Linked DNA regions of Rattus norvegicus: region 1 is linked to region 2. The links are chromatin contacts, called in public Hi-C maps. All regions are on one chromosome and are shown on one strand. Each heading gives the region's core, a stretch centred on a gene start, on an enhancer-like site or on the middle of the called end of the contact. The rest is flanking DNA. Distances are from core to core; before and after follow the strand shown. Region 1 has its middle 110 kb from the start of Mlip. Region 2 has its middle 22 kb from the start of Mlip.

Region 1 (4,639 bases), core at 206-2,705, 86 kb after region 2:
AGAGTTCCTAAGAATACAGGACAAGGAGAAAAAATTCCTAACATCTGTGGTGGTGGAAATGACCTCACTGAAACAGGACACAAATAGCCCCTCCCCTCCCCCACCCCTACTGCCTTCCACAAACCTTAGCTTTAGTGTTATCTGCCTTTACAGGTTCCACGACTAAGAAGTCAGCATGCATCGTAGCTGGTTTCTCAGGGGTTGACGATGGAGTTGTAAATGCACGTAAACTGTCTTTTCACTACAGTGTTTGGAAGTTTGCTATGATATCCACCTGGTTATGCATGGCTTCACTTAGCACTGACAGCTGTAGAAACTTGGAAAGATCTTTTTTTTTTAAGAATTTTTCACATTATCAATTAGATGAAAAGGAAAGTAGCACCCGGGAATCTTTACTGTTGGCTGCCAGACAGCAGCGACTTCAGGGCGAAGAGAAAAGCCAACATTTAAAAGTCGATGGGACTGGAAATATAATTCCATGGATAGAATGTTTATCATCCTGATATGACAAGTGGAACTCCAGTCTCCAGCACCCACATCAAAGTCAGATAGGTGGGTCCCTGCCTCCCATCACAGTCCGTAGGAGACAGCAATGGGGGGGGGGGGGGTCTCTGGAGTGAGCTTGGCAGGCCAGACCAACTGGAATCAGCAAGTGCCAGGTTCAGCTACAGATTCTGCCTCAATCTGTCAAGTAGACTAAAACACTGAGAGAGATATCCAACATCAACTTTGGCCTTCCACATTCACAAAACATAGCGCATGTGCATCTGCATACATGTAAGCATGTAAACACCCACATCTCGCGCGCGCGCACACACACACACACACACATACCAAAAAGGTAGAAATTTAATTCATTCACCATAGGATGGCACAGAGTTAGGACCACCACTTCCATTTTGTCTGTTTCTAACAGAATAAATTCTGTCTTTCAAAATGCTGCGGGCAGGTGGTTTCCTTATTTATTCGTGCAGATAATAACTTAAAATGGTAAATGAAACTGTGTGTGCTGCCTTCTGGCATGATACATATTATAACATTGTTCATTAAAAATCCAGAGAAATGCAACTTCAATTTAAGCAAGGTACAGATCTCCCCCTTACAAACCTATTCTCCCCTTTAAAAAAAAAAAGTATAAGAAACATTACTATTTATAGTAAGTGTAGTGAATAATTTTCAAAATGAAGTGAACTCCATAGAAAATGTTTTTAAATAATTTTTATCAACATAACTAAAGTAAATGTGGACATTGACAAAGAGAAGAGTGACCCAACCACTAACATGCTTAGATGCGCATCCACAGAACAAGCAGAAGTTCACCATGTTTGGCCTGATTGTTTTTCTGCAATGTTGCAATGTGTTACACATTTCCCAGCTGTCCTATGCAGTAAGCACTGACTATGACTTAGTCTTCTCTTGGTATCAGTATATCAACCTCCCCAGCTCTGAAAGCTCGCCAGACTGTCCATTTCCCCAGACACTAGCTCTTGTATGTGCCTCTGTCCCACACTGCACACGGAAGACTCCTGTGCTCTCTCATCCACTGCCACATTGTCCTCCAGTCTGCTGACAATTAATCAGAGACTAGCCTTAGGCCTCTGCCACAGAGCCATGCCCATGAGTTGTGGGACAGCAGCTCGCTCCAAGGAAACACTTCTTTGCTCACTTTAGATTTATAACTGTTTTCAAGGTAGAGTGGGGCGTGTGAAAAGGTCTGACCTCCCAGAAAGTGAGATGTTAATGCATCAAATCATGTCAAGTAACAAGAGATCCGTTTCACTCTGTGCATTTTCCCCAGGTCTACTGTGTTTATTTGCAAAACTAACTCGGGTTAGAGCTGACCCTAGTTCACAGCAGCTCTGTAGTGACGTATTTTCTACCAAGGTGTTACAACACTCAGCGTTTACACTTGGAGGATCTGGATTTTCTTTCTGCCTTAAAATAAATTTCAACTTTTTCTTTTTACAATTTGTTTGTGAGTATATACATGTATGTACGGGTGTGAGTGCCTGAGTGCATTTGGGGTGTGTGTGTGTGTGTGTGTGTGTGTGTGTGTGTGTGTGTGTGTTGTGTAGTCTTTGGGGTATGTCCTTTTTAACTAAATCAAGCCAAGACAATATGAAAATGAGGTAATGCTGGAGACTCCTCCACACATTACACCTTTTAATTTTCACACAACCCTTCAAACTCGTTATTACCGTTCCCTGTCTTACAAGCACATTAACTGAAGTTCAGAAAGCTGAACAAAATCCCTAAGTTTTTGACTTAGAAGCAGAGCAGCAAGAACGTTCATGCAGATATTTCTGACTCAAAAGATCTATTCCTACATTTGGTTTTTCAATAAAGTCAAAAAGGAAGGTAGTCTGTGGTCAGTCTATGCTACACAGTTTCTCAAAATAATGATGATCTGGGTCTTTTAAGAAAAATCATATATTTTATCCAAAATGTTTTTAAGATCTTGAAATTGTGATATTCAAGAATTTTCAAGTCAAAATGCTTTTTTTTAAGGTTTTAACATCAGTTAGGAGTGTATAATCCTTATCTTCAGATATCCAGAATGATATACTCATAAAAGTTGTCCCTTATTAGAGTCATTCGCACTTGCTGCTGTTAAAATGAAGCATAAATAATTCTAACATTAGCTCTGTGACCACAGTGAATTTGAGAACCAAGTTATCCACCTAAACGCAAGATGTGAACCATGCACAGCACATTCTATTGGAGAGTATAATATACATCATATTGCAGAAAGTAACACTGATATGGTTAACTACAATTAACTGCTTAGTGTCAAAGCAGTGCTGCTTTTACAACTTCTATGGCAAAAAAAAATTTCCAAATTTTTATAATGAGTGAACTTCAGTTCATAAAACTTACTTCAAGAGACATGGAAATATTCTATAAAACTTTCTTTTGGGAATCTCCTTTGTATTTCCCCAGGAAGTTGTCTTCAAACGCTCACTGTTCCTAGTATCAGTCAGTAAAACAATAAACCAAGTGCAGTAAAGGCTCAGAGTAAAGAACGTCAGCTTTGAAAGTGGAAGGAGAACACATCGTTCAGATCGAAGTCGCCCGCTTCCCAGGAATGAAATTTCTGTAGCAGTTTATTACGTCATATTCAAGAAAGCCAGAGAACTCATTCACTTCAAGATTATTGACCAGCCCAAAATGGAAACTGAGACAGGGAAAGAGCTTTTCTAATCTAGGACTGCTTACCTCTCACCCTGTCACTTAAATTTTAAACCTGAGCTTGCAAAATCCCAGGCATCTTACCGTCACTCTCTCCTCTAACTTCTCGTTCTTCTTTAGTGCGTTTCCTTGTTCATGCTTTTCAAATTCCATGTTGAAAGAATGAGAGAGAGGTGGGAAGAGAGAGAATGAAAGAGAGAGGTCCAGATTCTGTCTAGAAACTGATTTGACATGCTTGCATGTTAGATAATGCCGGGCATTCCATGTTGTAAGAGCCTGGGACACTATCAGAAGCCCTGGCGATAATTTCTGGTTAGCTAGTGTTTCCATTTATAGATGTTCAAACCCCATAAACAGAGCACTGAGGAGAAGTCAGGCAGCTGGCCCTACATAATGATAAATGTCACTAAACATGAAAGCAACCCTTCAGCAGGAGAACATCCAACAAGTTTGGTTCTCTGAAACCCAGGAAGACGCCACTGGACCAGAGTAAAAGCACTCCAGGATCCGCCCTTGTAAATCAATTAAAAGGACAAATGTGATGATCATACGATGACTATAACTGGGCTAAATTAGCTCTTTCAGAATCCAGTTTCCATCTTGGCAGTATAGACAGATACATGCGTTTCCCTCTGTAAATAAAAAAGAAACAAAAATAATGTTGCAAATGAGAAAAGTAAATGGCAAATCAAAGCCAGAAAGACTGGCAATGCGGACAGTCAAGCAGTCTTGTCAACATCCTTCTATGAAAACTTAGCAAGCTGCATCCAGAAGTACCATGAGACAAAAGTGACATTTCCTTTAACAAAAGCCAGTTCTGGTCCTCCTGATCCCAACACTTCCACTGGGAAGAAAGTTATGATGTAGGAAACGAAATTCATTTTATCCAATGCAACAATTGTTTTCAGAGTTCTTTACAAATTGTTGTATGCCTCAAAGTAAATGAACTGTGTGACTCAATGGTAATTAACTCCTTCTATGTTTTGAGGCAAAACAGATCTGTGGATGGCAATTAAAAAAATATGTCATTCAGATTAAGTGGATATGGTTTCTCTAGAGTTTAGCCCTTGACCTGTTCAGATATACATGTTAATGACTTTTTTAAAATTTACCATCACTTACAGTTTTTCTCTCATTGATGAAGAAAATACTTCAGGAAATATGCTGGAAGAGTATGTCTGTCAGTAACCCCATGGTTTTGTTGCTAGATAAGTCTAGAGAGTTTATCCTGCATTATTTGTTCATGTCTCTCCCAGGAACTTGAAGAAATAGTGGTATCATATATATACATACATATACATATATATATATGTATAATGTATATATTTTACCTATAACAATGTATTATACATATATGCATATGTCTATATACATATGTGTGTGTGATATACAGAAAAGTATTGTTCTGTACTAACATGAAATGGAATATTCATACAGACAATGACATGAA
Region 2 (4,751 bases), core at 1,325-3,824:
AAGGCAAAGTAAACATGAGGGTATGGCCTCTGCTGAAGGTCCCCAGTGCCGATGCAGCTCCTGGGCAGGGGTGACCAGCAAACTCAGCCCACGCGGGTGTTCTGCATTGCACACATTCCCCCAAGCAGACTTCAGAACATGCAGGAGGCCACATCCACTGATAACAGGTTTCCAGACACAAGACCCTTCTTACACAACAGAGGAATTTAAACAATAAATTAATGAATAAAAATGCATTTTTCCCAAAATCTGAAAGTATCTTTCTTACAATTTTTTCTCTTAATTGAGCCACTAATTGGAAGCACCAGCCTGTTGAGATTCAACATATTTTCACTTAGACTAAGTAGTTTCAGGATCCCCACAACAGCACCCCTGATTCTCTTCCTCCTCTCTGCATTCATGAACAGCTGCCCCCAGTGAAGAATCAGGAGAACTTGACAGCTTTTAAAAGCAGTCGGCAGACAAGAAGGATGAAGCAAAGAAGTGCAGGCTGACAGGAACCGCATGTAGATCTCTCCTGAGAGACACACCCAGAATACAGCAAATACATAGGCGAATGCCAGCAACAAACCACTGACCTGAGAACAGGACCCCCGTTGAAGGATTCAGAGAAAGAACTGGAAGAGCTTGAAGGGGCTCGAGACCCCATATGTACAACAATGCCAAGCAACCAGAGCTTCCAGGGACTAAGCCACTACCTAAAGACTATATACATGGACTGACCCTGGACTCTGACCTCATAGGTAGCAATGAATATCCTAGTAAGAGCACCAGTGGAAAGGGAAGCCCTGGGTCCTGCTAAGACTGAACCCCCAGTGAACGAGATTGTTGGGGGGAGGGCAGCAATGGGGGAAGGATGGGGAGGGGAACACCCATATAGAAGGGGAGCGGGAGGGATTAGGGGGATGTTGGCCTAGAAACCGGGAAAGGGAATAACACTCGAAATGTATATAAGAAATACTCAAGTTAATAAAAAAAAAAGTCTCCTAAGCAAAAAGAGCCCAGGTCCAGATGTAAATAAGAAATACTTGAGTTGGGGTTGGGGATTTAGCTCAGTGGTAGAGCGCTTGCCTAGGAAGCGCAAGGCCCTGGGTTTGGTCCCCAGCTCCGGAAAAAAAAAAAAAAAAAAAGAACCAAAAAAAAAAAAAGAAAGAAATACTTGAGTTAATAAAGAAAAAAAGGAAAAAAAAGCGGTCATCAGAGATCTAGAGCCATTATTTTACCATCTTTGTCTTCATCTTTTCCTCACATATTTCCTTTTTACCAAATGGCATTTCTATTTGTTGAACAACTTCCTTCTACGAAAGCACCCACCTCCTCTGAGTCTCCGAGTCATCAGAACGAATTCATCAATAGATATTCTAAACCGAAGTCAAGCCGCAGTAAATATTCAGAAATTTTACCTCCTCTGCAGTTTAAACACTTGGGGTAATCCTTTAACTTCATCATCTTCCCTCACAGATTCAGAAGCAATAAAGTTCATATAAAGGCTGCTTTGAGGTTGGGCACGTTAGTCAGGACCTTCTGCAAACCAGACCCCCTCTCCTCAGTTGCACTCATTGCTTGCAGTGTCTTAAACAAATATTGACTGAGCACTAGCCCAGCTACAGCCATGGTGCTACATCTTGGGAAACAGTCATGGGTCATGGCGAGGACCTTCTACATGAAATTAATTGATGTAGAATGAAAGACCCAAAATGTGGACAGTGCTACCAGCCTACGGGTTAGGGTCCTGAACCGAATAAAAATGAGGAGGGGCCTGAGCATCAGCACCCACCTCTCCCTGAGTCCTGACCACAGATGCAGCGCGATCACCCACCTCACTGCTGCCATGCCTTCCCCACCATGATGGATTGTAGCCTCACACAATGGGCTAAAAGAAAGTCCGCCTTCCACAACTTCCTTTGTCAAATGTTTTCTCCCACCAATACAAAAGGTTACTAAGACAAAAGTAAAATAAAATTTTCCACACACACTCGTAATAAGTGAGTTAAGGGAAGAACACATTAGAGTTCAGTTTTGGATGTGTTGGGTTAGCGAGACCTTTCATATATCCAAGAGAAAGGGCTGAATCAGGAGTTGAACGTAAGTCTGGTATTCGCATACAGGGTGTGGGGATATAAATGGTGTGGACAAGACACAAGGAGTGTTTATAGCCTTGAGATAAAATTATATTGTATAACCAAGTAATAAAAGTAGTTAACAAGCAATCATATGGGAGAATGGAGGCTGAAAACCATAGTGTGTCTCCAGGACACCTTCAGTAGCTCAGCTTGGGGACTCAGGATGGGGAAGCTGAGCTGTGGAACCTGATGCGGTGAGACATCTCAGAGAGATGGGCCTGGAATGCAGCCTAAAAAAATATCTTCTTTAGAATTCCAAAAGAAGAACGGGAGCCATGGACTTCCAGACATCTACATAAGGCAAGGTGAAGCTGGATTCACTTACACAGTGCCTCTTGGAGGGGGAGGGAGCAAACGGAAGGCTTTGAGCAGAAGCTAGCACACTGGAAGCATAGATACGAAGATGGACATGAATAGCTGCTTGTGTGAGGGTAAGTGCTAGTAGGCAGCTCCTTACACAATGACCTTTTCAAAGGAAAAGGATCAGCACTTGGCAGGCTGAAGGCTTCTCACAGTATACTGCAGCTGTGCTTTCCAAACTGATCAGGCTCGCCCTGCTGGCTCTCCCTGCTTAATCTCGGGGATTGCTTTTGTTTACCTGTATCCTAGCTATAAATGAGAAACCTGCCATTTCCAAATGTCCCCACCCCCACCCCGCTGAATTCTGACTTCGCCAGAAATAGCGATGATGATCGGAGTGAAATAATGAACATGAAATTCAAGCCAACGTGCACCTACTGCTTACTGTATGCAAAATGTTTCCAAGTACCTTCTCATTCTGACTTTATAGAAACCATAAACTAAACGCTGGCATTATCCACATTTTAAAGGGGTGAATTCTAATGCTGGACAATAATAAATTCACCTTCACCAAGGTTGTACACGAGGCCAATTATAGGCTTGGCACAGTCCAGGTCTTTTGGACTTCGTATCCTTGTGACATTAATCACTACGGTGCAGTGTTTCTCAGGGTACTCCTCTCACAGGTGACACTGTGCTGCTGTCATGAGGAAGGCTGAGACATGACTGTCACTCATCTGGATCTCAGCCTCAGTAGTTTGTTTAAGGGGCCCTCATTTGGAGCCGTGATTTGCTGGAAACAAACAGGAGTCTGGTTTCTAATGAGAAACTGTCTGAAGCCCAGAGTCCATTCATTTGAAATCACATCTAAGTTATTGGGCCTTTTAAGAACCATGTACTTGTGACAAATGTGAAGTCATTCAAAGTTACGTCTTTGAAGACTCCTCTCAAGGAGCCTTCAAGTCTTGACATACTTAGCTTTTAGACAGAAAATAAATGAGGCATAGAAAAATTTACAGAAATTCACAGTAGATGCATATATGGAGCCTTTGTTCACTATTCTAATGTCTCCCTGATGCTGAGATTACAAAGGCCTTTACAATAAGCAGGTTCTACCGCACACAGTTAAAGCAGCCACGCTCGGGGAACAAGCTAAGAATCTCTAAAAATATACTGATCTCTCTTATTCTCTGAAGAACTCAAAGAGGGGAAAAAAAGCCTAAAATTGCAAGAATACTTTTTTCTCTCCTTACTTACACAAATATAAAGAGATTCTCAGCTATTCCTACATGCCCATGTCCCATCCACCCACCCTGCTCAAAGACACTGAGAACAATCAAATCACTCTGGGATGCATTCACAGGGGATTAGATAAATCTTCCTCTGCCCATCTCTTTTCCCTTCCAGCTAGGTAATATGACCCTGACGGCAGAGCAAAGCCTCCCATAAAAGCTGCAGGAACATTCTGTACCATGTATTAAACCAACAGCCAATGCTGCTCTGTCCCACAATCAACACAACCGATGCTCTTCTCAGTACTGTGCAGAATGCTTATTCTTAAGGGGAAGCAGCCATAGCAAAATAGATGATGAAACTTTCAAGTCGAGCCCTAAGCTTCGCCTGAAGGATAGAAGAATATTTGGAATTCCAGGTACCCCCTACCAAGATAGGAAAAGGAGAAGGAAGGTGAGGAATGGAGGGAGGGAGAGAACTTGGTTTAGGGAAGGACAAAGGGGGGAAAGCAGAAACTCTTACCTCTGTATTTTATAATCTAAATTCACAACTGAGACTGCATTAAGAAGTTAGGTGGGAGAGAGACCTCACCGCCTGGTCAGGTGGGCACTCCTGAGGCTGCATGCGGAAGAGACCACCAACACTGCCAACCCCTGCCCACATCCCTGGCCCAAGAGGAAACTGTATAAGGCCTCTGGGTTCCCGTGGGGGAGGGCCCAGGAGCAGCAGGACCCCTGCACCTGAGACACCGCCGGAACCTGAAGGAACAGACCGGATAAACAGTTCTCTGCACCCAAATCCCGTGGGAGGGAGAGCTAAACCTTCAGAGAGGCAGACACGCCTGGGAAACCAGAAGAGACTGCACTCTGCACACACATCTCGGACGCCAGAGGAAAACACCAAACGCCATCTGGAACACTAGTGCACGGAAGCTCCCGGAAAGGGAGGCGCATATCTTCCTGGTTGCTGCCACCGCAGAGAGCTCATGGGCAGCACCCCGGGAGCAAACTTGAGCCTTGGGACCACAGGTAAGACCAACTTTCTGCTGCAAGTGACCTGCCTGGTGAACTCCAGACACAGGCCCACAGGAACAGC

The links. Hi-C and Micro-C count contacts between places; a contact is called where the count stands out from the background.
Region 1: a Hi-C map of psoas muscle shows a contact between it and region 2, with 5 times the contacts expected there. The contact joins two enhancer-like sites. A contact is called at or near these places in 2 of 12 Hi-C or Micro-C datasets (frontal cortex and psoas muscle).

The regions. Positions count from the first base shown.
Region 1 is chr8:87,078,691-87,083,329 of GRCr8, forward strand. It overlaps a transcript of Mlip not described here. Among named protein-coding and RNA genes, the nearest start is that of Mlip, 110 kb to the left of the region's middle. Within about 2 kb of position 1,456, at least 3 of the 93 cell types and tissues checked have an H3K27ac peak or open chromatin away from gene starts, as enhancers often do.
Region 2 is chr8:86,991,282-86,996,032 of GRCr8, forward strand. It overlaps a transcript of Mlip not described here. Among named protein-coding and RNA genes, the nearest start is that of Mlip, 22 kb to the left of the region's middle. Within about 2 kb of position 2,575, at least 43 of the 93 cell types and tissues checked have an H3K27ac peak or open chromatin away from gene starts, as enhancers often do.